2 separate regions of the Hordeum vulgare genome follow, and region 1 is linked to region 2. A link is a contact called in public Hi-C data. All regions are on one chromosome and are shown on one strand. Each heading gives the region's core, a stretch centred on a gene start, on an enhancer-like site or on the middle of the called end of the contact. The rest is flanking DNA. Distances are from core to core; before and after follow the strand shown.

Region 1 (4,508 bases), core at 1,807-4,306, 470 kb before region 2:
GATAACTTAGGTACAAACACCGCGGTAATTTAGACCCGAATAAAAAGTTATTGGAACATATTCCGATTACTTCTATGCAAATAGCACGATAATATATACATTACGGACCATCAATTTCCTCCCTCTAGCGCATGCATGCATGCATGTGCATGCGAAAAAGAATGTTGGAGGAATCTTTTTATGCTTCTGCGAATTATGTGTAGTCAACATGATAACTTATCTCAACTCGCATGATAACTTGCGTAGCACATACATGGTAACTTTTTGCCAAAAAAAGACGTCCAAACTGCCAACATGGGACTTAGTTTTGAAGGTATCGCGTGATGAATCTTTTATGTAAAAATAATTTTTAATCAAAGCGATGGCTTAAGCTACAAAGTATTTTAAAGTTTTGAAATAATAAGAATCTTATACCAATATCCTCTATTTTGTCTATTAATGTGCATGCGTGCATGAATCGAATGAAAGAGGCCTGCATGCTTTTCCTCCGTCATAAACACAATTAGTCGAGTGGTTAGAATAAGAAAAAATAGAATTAGATAAGTGATTAGTTAGGTAGGAAAAAATAAAATCGTCTGGATCTATTGCTATCTTCCAGTCGTTTGGAATTAGTCTTGTCTTTTTTAATAACTAGATGATGCTCCGCGCGTTGCTGCAAGGACATTGCTAAAATATGGATAAATAGTTGTTATAAAAAATCTAAAACTAATAGAATGTGAATATAAGCTTAAAAACAATAAAATACAAGGCGTATAAAAAGAGAGTGAAATTTATAATTAAAATGTAATGTCTAACAAAATATGAAGGATGAACTCTAATGCAAAAGAACTGCTTATGACTAATATGGATGAACTCTAATGCAAAAAACTACTTGTGATTAATATGCATGAATTGATGACGTGACACCATTGCATGCATAGAGTAATAAAAGATATTATTTATGTCTTACATGCATACTTGCTTATGTGTCATGGTTGCATGGCTAGGAAAATTAGGTAGTGGGTTGCAGCTATTTAGTAGTAACAGAGGATATAGCCATGTGCATCAAAAGCTGTAGAGGCTGGGAGTTATCCCCTTTCAAAAAAAAAAAAAAAGACGACGGTTTCTTCTTGAAGGCGATGTCTTGGAGTGTCGTACCCCACGGAAATGAAGTTGTTCGAAGTACAACAGATTTGACCGGAAAAGACAGCTGACACTCGAAGATTACACTAGAATAGATCCAGTCGCTGTGTGGGATTAGTGGATACGAGACGTTAGACGTGCCGCACCGAAAGCTGTCCATCCATCCCGAATAAGAGCTCGCCGAAAAGCGACGTTCCACAGGCGTCGATAGGCAATGTAACAACGATTGACAGCCATGTTTACTGACCATCCGGAGGAAAATGCTTACTGCACAAGGTACTTCCGACCGATGGCAACGGTGATCACAATCTTCACTGCTAATTAACTCGAATCCGTAAAGAGGAATAACATGATATATAACCGATATTCACCCCACTCTTTAAGTAAGCTACTGCAGTTCACGTCATACATCCGAATTCTCAGTGCCTATTCTACTCCTCGACAATTTCCATGTCTGCGATGTCAGCCGACGTGAACTCGCCCTCTGCGGAGAACAGCACGCCTGCAGCCGTGACGATCTTCTTCTGCGGAATCTGGTCGATCTTGCGCAGGTCGTCGTCGGTGAGCCCCCAGTCGAAGATCCCGAGGTTCTCCTCGAGCCTCTCCTTGCTGAAGCTCTTGACGATCGGGGTCGCCCCTTGCTCGTAGATCCACCTCAGCGCGACCTGAATGAACGAGAGAAGAACGAGGAATCGGTTGGTGTCATACGGACTGCGTGTATGTAATTCCGAGCAGTTGCCGGGAGAAACGAGGCGCGTACACCACCTGTGCGACGGTCTTTCCTCTAAGCCCGGCGATCTCCGCGAGCACCTCGGAGTCCAGCACGGCGCTTCCGTCGCCGGACCAGTTCTGCCCTCCCAGCGGCGAGTAGGCCGCGATGTGGATGCCCTTCTCGGCGCAGTAGTCCCTCAGCTTCCTCTGCTGCCACACCGGGTTCATCTCCACCTGCACATCACACGCAGCCACCGCTAAGTTCGGGTTGACGTATATTCAGACCAGTGCTACTCGGTGATCTCGTGGTGTTGTGTTGGAATGGGCGACCTGGTTGACTGCAGGAGGGACGGCGGCGGCGGCGAGGAGCTTGTTGAGGTGGCTGGTGGTGAAGTTGCTGACGCCGATGGCCTTGGCGAGCCCGAGTCGGTGGCACTCCTCCATCCCCCGCCACACGCCCTCGAAGTCGAACGGGACGGCCTCCTCCCGCTTCACCGGCAACACCGCCGGCCCGGGCTTCAGGCTGATCGGCCAGTGGATCAGGTACAGGTCCACGTACTCCATCTGCAGGTTCCTGCATGAATCAAGAACGAAACACCGAGACGATCAACATCTATCAACGGCCAAAAGTAAGTATAGATCGACCGAGCTTACTGGAGGCTCTCCCGGAGCGACGGGAGCACGAGGTGCGGGTGGCACTGCGTGCACCAGAGCTTGGACGTGACGAACACCTCCTCCCGGGACGCCAGGAGCCCGCGGCGCACCGCCTCCGCGAGGGCCTCGCCCAGGGGCCGCTCCGTCGCGTACATGGAGGCCGTGTCGAAGTGGCGGTAGCCGAGCTCCACGGCCTCCAACACGGCCTTCATGGTCGTCTTCGGCACCACCGGGAACTTGGCGGTGCCCATGCCGATCGCCGGCATGGGCCTCGCGTCGCCGGACCGCAGCGCCACCTCCGGCACCGCCGTTGTCGAGGCCATGGGTCGTCTCTCTGCGGCGGAGTGCACAACAGCTGCGTCGACTCGCACTGACGCGTGGTCGAGCCTGTCTTGTGGTTCAAGTACAGGACGCGCCGGTGAGGAGCCACCGGCTTTATACTGGCCGGAGTGACATAAGTACTTACGTAGCTATTCTTCCGTTTTCCAAAGACAAAGAGGTGGATTTTGTTTCTTCAGGCAGGCATCATCTTCTTCCTTGTGCGGCGGACATAGTTGAGCTAGACAATTTCTCGTGCCATACGCTTTCGTTCTCTGCCATACTTTCGTAGTAGTAATTCTGAGGCCCAGTTCTTCCTCACACTCTATGAGGCCCACATGTCTGTCATACATCCGTCTCCTAGCCAAGACCCGCCTCAGTTGCTGACGCCGTCGCGCTCGTCACAAGAAGTTTGGCTTGCCTGTCGAACAAACAAGAGCCTTCTAGTGTCCATCCGAGCTTGACAAAATTTCGCCGATTTTGGTGCTAGCATTCCCTTTTTTCCTGGGAGAGAAGAGAGGAAGATGCTGGCGCGAGACAAGGAAAGATCAGCCAACTGAAGTTGCTGTGGATGTGGCTATGGCCATGTCCACGTGTGGCACTGTGAGTGACGACTGACGGCTACCCACCAGCACTGTAGGGAACCCGTCAGGATCATCACAATTGAATTGACGATGCCAAGCAGGACCTCCTCCAGGTAGGTTACAGGTAGCACCACCAGAAGCATCTCACTAAATCTTTGTAATTTGGAGTGTTTAAATGGCCCATGGATCTTCACCAAATTACAGGACTAACTCCGAGTGTTTAAAGCATCTTCATAGTTTGACACCGACCTACACCTACGTTTCAACAACATCAACCTCCGAAAGATCGACGCCAGGGACGCCTTCAGGGCAGAGGATCGCCGACACCGTGACCTTCTTGTACTGCGGTATCTGAGTAATCTTGAACCGGTCTTCGTCAGTCAGTTCCCAGTCAAAGATTTCGAGGTTCTCCTGAAGCCTCTCCTTTTTCATGCTCTTGGCTACCATGCTCGCCCCTTGCTCGAATATCCATCTCAGTGAGATCTGCAGGAAAATGGGAGTCAATTGCACTGCTAATATTGAGGTGCAATTTTGTTGCTGTAATCCCGTAGGGGAGACCTGTACGGTGGAACATTGAGATGCAATTGACTAGATATTGCACGCATTTAGGTTGTTCCCAGAATTTGGCAAATATTTGTTCACATTCTGCACTTGTTAGTTGATAATCTAAACACAGCTCATTTCCAATCACGCACGATGCTAGAACATTGCACAAATTGGTGACGCGGATTTTGGTACATACTACCAAACAGTTTCTAAGAGGAAGCGAGAATTAGTACCTGAGCTACTGATTTTCCTCTAGCTTCGGCAATCTCTTTTAGTATTTCAGACTGTAGTACTGCATTGATTTTGGATGTCCTGCTTTGGCCTCCCAGGGGAGAATAAGCAGTCACATGAATTCCCTTCTCTTTGCATAATTCAATCAGTTTTTTCTGCTGCCAAGCTGGATTCAACTCAACCTGAAGGGTTATCCCATGCATCAAATAACAATGATAACAATTTAGGGTAGTCTGGGCCAAGTTTTTACAAAAGGATTTTAAACTAAATCAGCTTCTAGTTCTCTTTTGGTTCGTGGAATCATAGAACAGAAAAGAGAAGGTTGCATCACCATTGCTTGTA
Region 2 (4,524 bases), core at 229-2,728:
TTGAAACCATTAGTGTGAATCTGAAATTGCTAAATATGACACCTTGGAGATAATTTTTAAAATGGAGTGGATCTCTGAGCACTAGGGAGTATAATGTGATGAAATAAGTAGATACTCACTCGTAATGCCTTATGTCATGACTTAGAAAAAATGTGTGGGAGAGCACTTTGTAAAGCAATCATAATGTCGAAGACAAAATGTAGGCTTTATGAGTAGTCATCGATAATCTGCGTAGGCACTAGATCCATATGACTACCTTGTAATCCCAAGCATCAATTTAAAGAAATCACTTTGAATTTTGCATCTGTCTTTGCAAGAAATTGAAAATCTCAATTGCAAATAGACGTATTAATCTCGACATGTAGCGAACATGAAGATACATACATTCCGGAATACATAGTACTCAACACAAATACACTATTATTATAATGAATAGTAATGATGTTGGAGACTTGATATTCAAGTGAAAAACTTGAATTATATGGACCTCTAAATTAAATGAGATGATCTTGTATCTAGTTGCAAGATAATTCAGCAAAATAAATTAATATTTTGTAAGAAAAAATAAATAATCTCAGTCGCAATGATGTTGTTTTGCGAGAGAAGAAAATTCTCAATTGTAAATCTATACTTTAGAGGTATTGAATTTATCTTCACGAGGGGTAAAAATCTCAATTGCAAATAATAGATGTAATTAGTCTCAACATGTAAGAAACATGAAGATATATTACATCAACATATTATATGGAATACATAGTACTCAATATATTTACAGAAATTTAAGCACTAGTGTGGTCAACTAGTCGGATAAGAGAGAGAGCGACTAAAGAAATCCAGTAGCTTTCTATCCCAAATGCACATCGAGGCAGGAGGCGACGCCAGCGCCGGCCGGATGGCCGCATCACCGGAGATGAGAAAATATCCCGCCGCGCTCATCCACAGAGGAGGAGCCACCATGGAGGTGTATGCCAGGCGCAACAACTTTGAAGGCGCTGTTCGCGAGCCCGAGCGTCGCTGGGCTCCATGTGCCAGCGCGGTCGGAGTGGCCGCTCGACGGTGGGCTAGCCACCAGGACGGCGAGGGACATGAGGCAGTGGTGAGCGCTTCACAGCGAAGGCGGACCGCGGCGGTGCTAGAGGAGCCGCTCACGCGGAAGCCAAAGCTTAGGACGGAGGCCCTAGTCGACACTAACACGAAGGCGAGTGCGTGATAGGTAGCGACTCGACGTCGACGACCACGGAGGTCGGAGACGGCAGCGATGGTGCCAAAGATGGCCGGGCAATGGGCTGCACACCGCTCGCCGTCCTCAAGAAGCCAAGCTAGGAGGAGTGCTCGCAGCCGCCGAATCGGCTGCCCACCGCATCGTAAATAGCTTTGGCCGTTTCAGCGGCTGCGCTGCACGGATGGCGAGTGGCCGCTAGTTCCAACGCAATGGAAAATAGGAAATCACATGCTACTTACTTCCCTTTGCATTAGTGGTTGTTTACGTTGATGTGCCTGAATACGTGGAAAATGGAGAACCACTTCATTGCTGTATGGCACAGATCCAGTCCTTGAATCAATGTTGGAAATAAGTCGTGACGAAGCACGGTGCGACAAGCGTCGGTGTGCTAGGTCGGGTTCGTAGCGGTGCGGTCGGCGTCGGTGCGTCAGGTCGGTTCCACGAGCTGGGTCATGACAGTGCGTACATGTGTTGCGATGGTGTGTGTGCATCTGAGTCCGCTGCAGCCATTGGCGATCTGTTGGAAGGCCAAGTCATAGTAGACTAGTGTGAGCACGTCGTGCGCTTGGCCGCAACGGAATCGAGCAAGTGATGTTAGTCGTGCATGCACAAGTGGCGGTTGTGGCCGTGCATGTAGGTTGTTAATGCATGCATGGGTGGATTAGTTAGCCAGAGACCGATTAGTTAGTGCGTGCGTGGTTAGCAGTCGGATGTGACGGCAAGGTTAGTGTGCACGCATGCGAGTCGTGGAGTTTGTGGCTCGGGCTGTACGTGTAGGTCAGCTATTTAAGTTGTAACTCTGGTTGCTTTGAGGGGGGAGTTAGAGCTCTTGAGTAAAAGGCTGTACGTGCAGCCGGCCGTTGGTCGGCGGAAAATTTCCTGTGTTCAGTGTTCAACTCGCTCTTCTTCTTCTTCCTTCGTCCAGGCCAAGAGTGAGAGAGCAGTCCCAACATTTGGTATACAGAGCTTCGTTGCGATCCACTACGTCGACCATGTCCATCGTCCCGTACGGCGCCGGAGGGAGCACGTTGTCGCTCCCCGTGCCGATGCTCACCGGTGACAACTATACCGTGTGGGCGATCAAGGTGGAGGCCAACCTCGACGCGCAAGGGTTGTGGGAAGCGGTGGTTCCGGCGGAGGACTCGGCGGCGGCGGTCATCGCGAAGAAGGACAAGCCGGCGAGGGCATACCTCCTCGGAGCGCTCTCCGAAGACATCCTGCTGCAGGTGTCATCGAAGAAGACGGCGGCGGAGCTATGGGCGAGCCTGAAGACGCGGTTCGTCGGTGCGGACCGGGTGAGGGCGGCGCGGCTCTCCACTCTCCGTGGTGAGTTCGATCGCCTGCGCATGAAGGACGGCGACGAGCTGGACGCGTACGCCGGAAGGATCAGCGGCATGGCAGCAAGGTATGCGGCCCTCGGAGCGACGCTTGACGACGCGGCAATGGTGAAGAAACTGCTCGACACTGCGCCGGACCGGCTGTACGCAGCGGTGGCCGGATTTGAGCAGTTCTGCGACGTCGACAAGATGCCGTTCGAGGAGGCGCTCGGTCGGCTGAAGGCGTTCGAGGAGCGAATGAGGCGGCGCGCTCAGGACAATAGCGGACGTGGCGGTGACCAGCTCCTACTCACGGCGGCTCAATGGGCGGCAAGGCGACGTCAGCACGGCGGTGGCTTCGACCACGATGATGACGGCGCGGGCAGCACGACGTCGGGCGGCGCAACAAAGCGACGAGGAGGCCGTGGGCGCTGCTACAACTGTGGCCAGCGTGGACATTTCCGGCGGGAGTGCCTGAAGCCACGTCAGGCAGAGGCGGCGGAGCACGCGCTTGTCGCGGCGGTCGACGACGACGTCGGGCCGGCACTCCTCTAGGTCACGACTTAGGGGGTGATTGTTGGAAATAAGTCGTGACGGAGCACGGTGCGACAAGCGTCGGTGCGCTAGGTCGGGTTCGTAGCGGTGCGATCGGCGTCGGTGCGCCAGGTCGGTTCCACGAGCTGGGTCATGACAGTGCGTACATGTGTTGCGATGGTGTGTGTGCATCTGAGTCCGCTGCAGCCGTTGGCGATCTGTTGGAAGGCCAAGTCATAGTAGACTAGTGTGAGCACGTCGTGTGCTTGGCCGCAACGGAATCGAGCAAGTGATGTTAGTCGTGCATGCACAAGTGGCGGTTGTGGCCGTGCATGTAGGTTGTTAATGCATGCATGGGTGGATTAGTTAGCCAGAGATCGATTAGTTAGTGCGTGCGTGGTTAGCAGCCGGATGTGACGGCAAGGTTAGTGTGCGCGCATGCGAGTCGTGGAGTTTGTGGCTCCGGCTGTACGTGTAGGTCAGCTATTTAAGTTGTAACTCTGGTTGCTTTGAGGGGGGAGTTAGAGCTCTTGAGTAAAAGGCTGTACGTGCAGCCGACCGTTGGTCGGCGGAAAATTTCCTGTGTTCAGTGTTCAACTCGCTCTTCTTCTTCTTCCTTCGTCCAGGCCAAGAGTGAGAGAGCAGTCCCAACAATCAACACATCATTGTCAGGTTTTCCCCTCGCCAGCAGTAGCTCTCCTACGCGCTCTCTCTTCTCCAGCTCGAACCGGTGGAAGGAGAAGGAAGAAGTGGGGGTAGACGAGGGGTAGACTTAGGGTTTCTGGCGCACGAACGCCACCTCGTGTATTCCCTGAGCTCGGACTCAATACACTCCCCGCTGTCCATTACATCACGTGAGGGAGGAGTGTTTATAGCCGCGATCGCAGCGCTCCACACCGCGCCCACGACGCACACTCACCCCACGTCCCTGCGCTCTGGCCCGCGCTCCCGCCGCGCGCGCACGCGATCCGCGCGGCCAATTCCAACGCCACGACGCGGTCCATCCTCGCGCCCGTTGCGCCAACAGACACCCTGCACACGCGACACCTGCGTAGACATGCCCACGCAGCTCCTACACGCACGCACGCACGCCTACGTCGCGGACCCGACGCGTCCAGCGTGCCCGGCGCGCGCCCATACACGTGCCCGGCTCGTTCGACGCCTCGCCGCGACTTATTTCCCAACAATCATGTCGCCGTCGATGAACTTTTCTTATTCGGATTTCTTCTCTATCGAGATTGTTGCAGCTACGGACATGTATCATGGCCTGGCCGTTGGCGTCATCTCCGACAAGCATGCGTCGTCATCACTTCTTCAATTTCTTCTGGATTTCTATGCTAGGCAAAGCGGTTAGTTTCTCAATTAATCATGGAAAGAAGTACTAAATCAAATTCATATTCTTGATTGATTTCTCCTTTGCACGAGCATGCATTCCCTTGCCAACACATGCTC

What was found. Hi-C and Micro-C count contacts between places; a contact is called where the count stands out from the background.
Region 1: a contact with region 2 is called in a Hi-C map of leaf, with 4 times the contacts expected there. The contact joins the promoter of LOC123426848 here to the enhancer-like site in region 2. A contact is called at or near these places in 3 of 6 Hi-C or Micro-C datasets (leaf and seedling) and 1 of 1 datasets of contacts at active chromatin or transcription factors (embryo).

What each region holds. Positions count from the first base shown.
Region 1 is chr2H:500,971,376-500,975,883 of MorexV3_pseudomolecules_assembly, reverse strand. LOC123426848 (deoxymugineic acid synthase 1-D-like) reads right to left here and starts at 3,056. Exons shown (of 4, transcript XM_045110744.1): 1 at 2,488-3,056; 2 at 2,164-2,407; 3 at 1,888-2,067; 4 at 1,422-1,787. The coding sequence starts at 2,810. The coding sequence ends at 1,554. It overlaps LOC123426847 (D-galacturonate reductase-like), which reads right to left. Exons shown (of 4, transcript XM_045110743.1): 3 at 4,169-4,348; 4 at 3,534-3,872. The coding sequence ends at 3,645.
Region 2 is chr2H:500,497,770-500,502,293 of MorexV3_pseudomolecules_assembly, reverse strand. No RefSeq gene overlaps it. Among protein-coding and RNA genes, the nearest start is that of LOC123433634, 6.9 kb to the left of the region's middle. Within about 2 kb of position 1,478, at least 1 of the 3 cell types and tissues checked has open chromatin away from gene starts, as enhancers often do. A contact at or near this core is called in leaf, where this site is marked.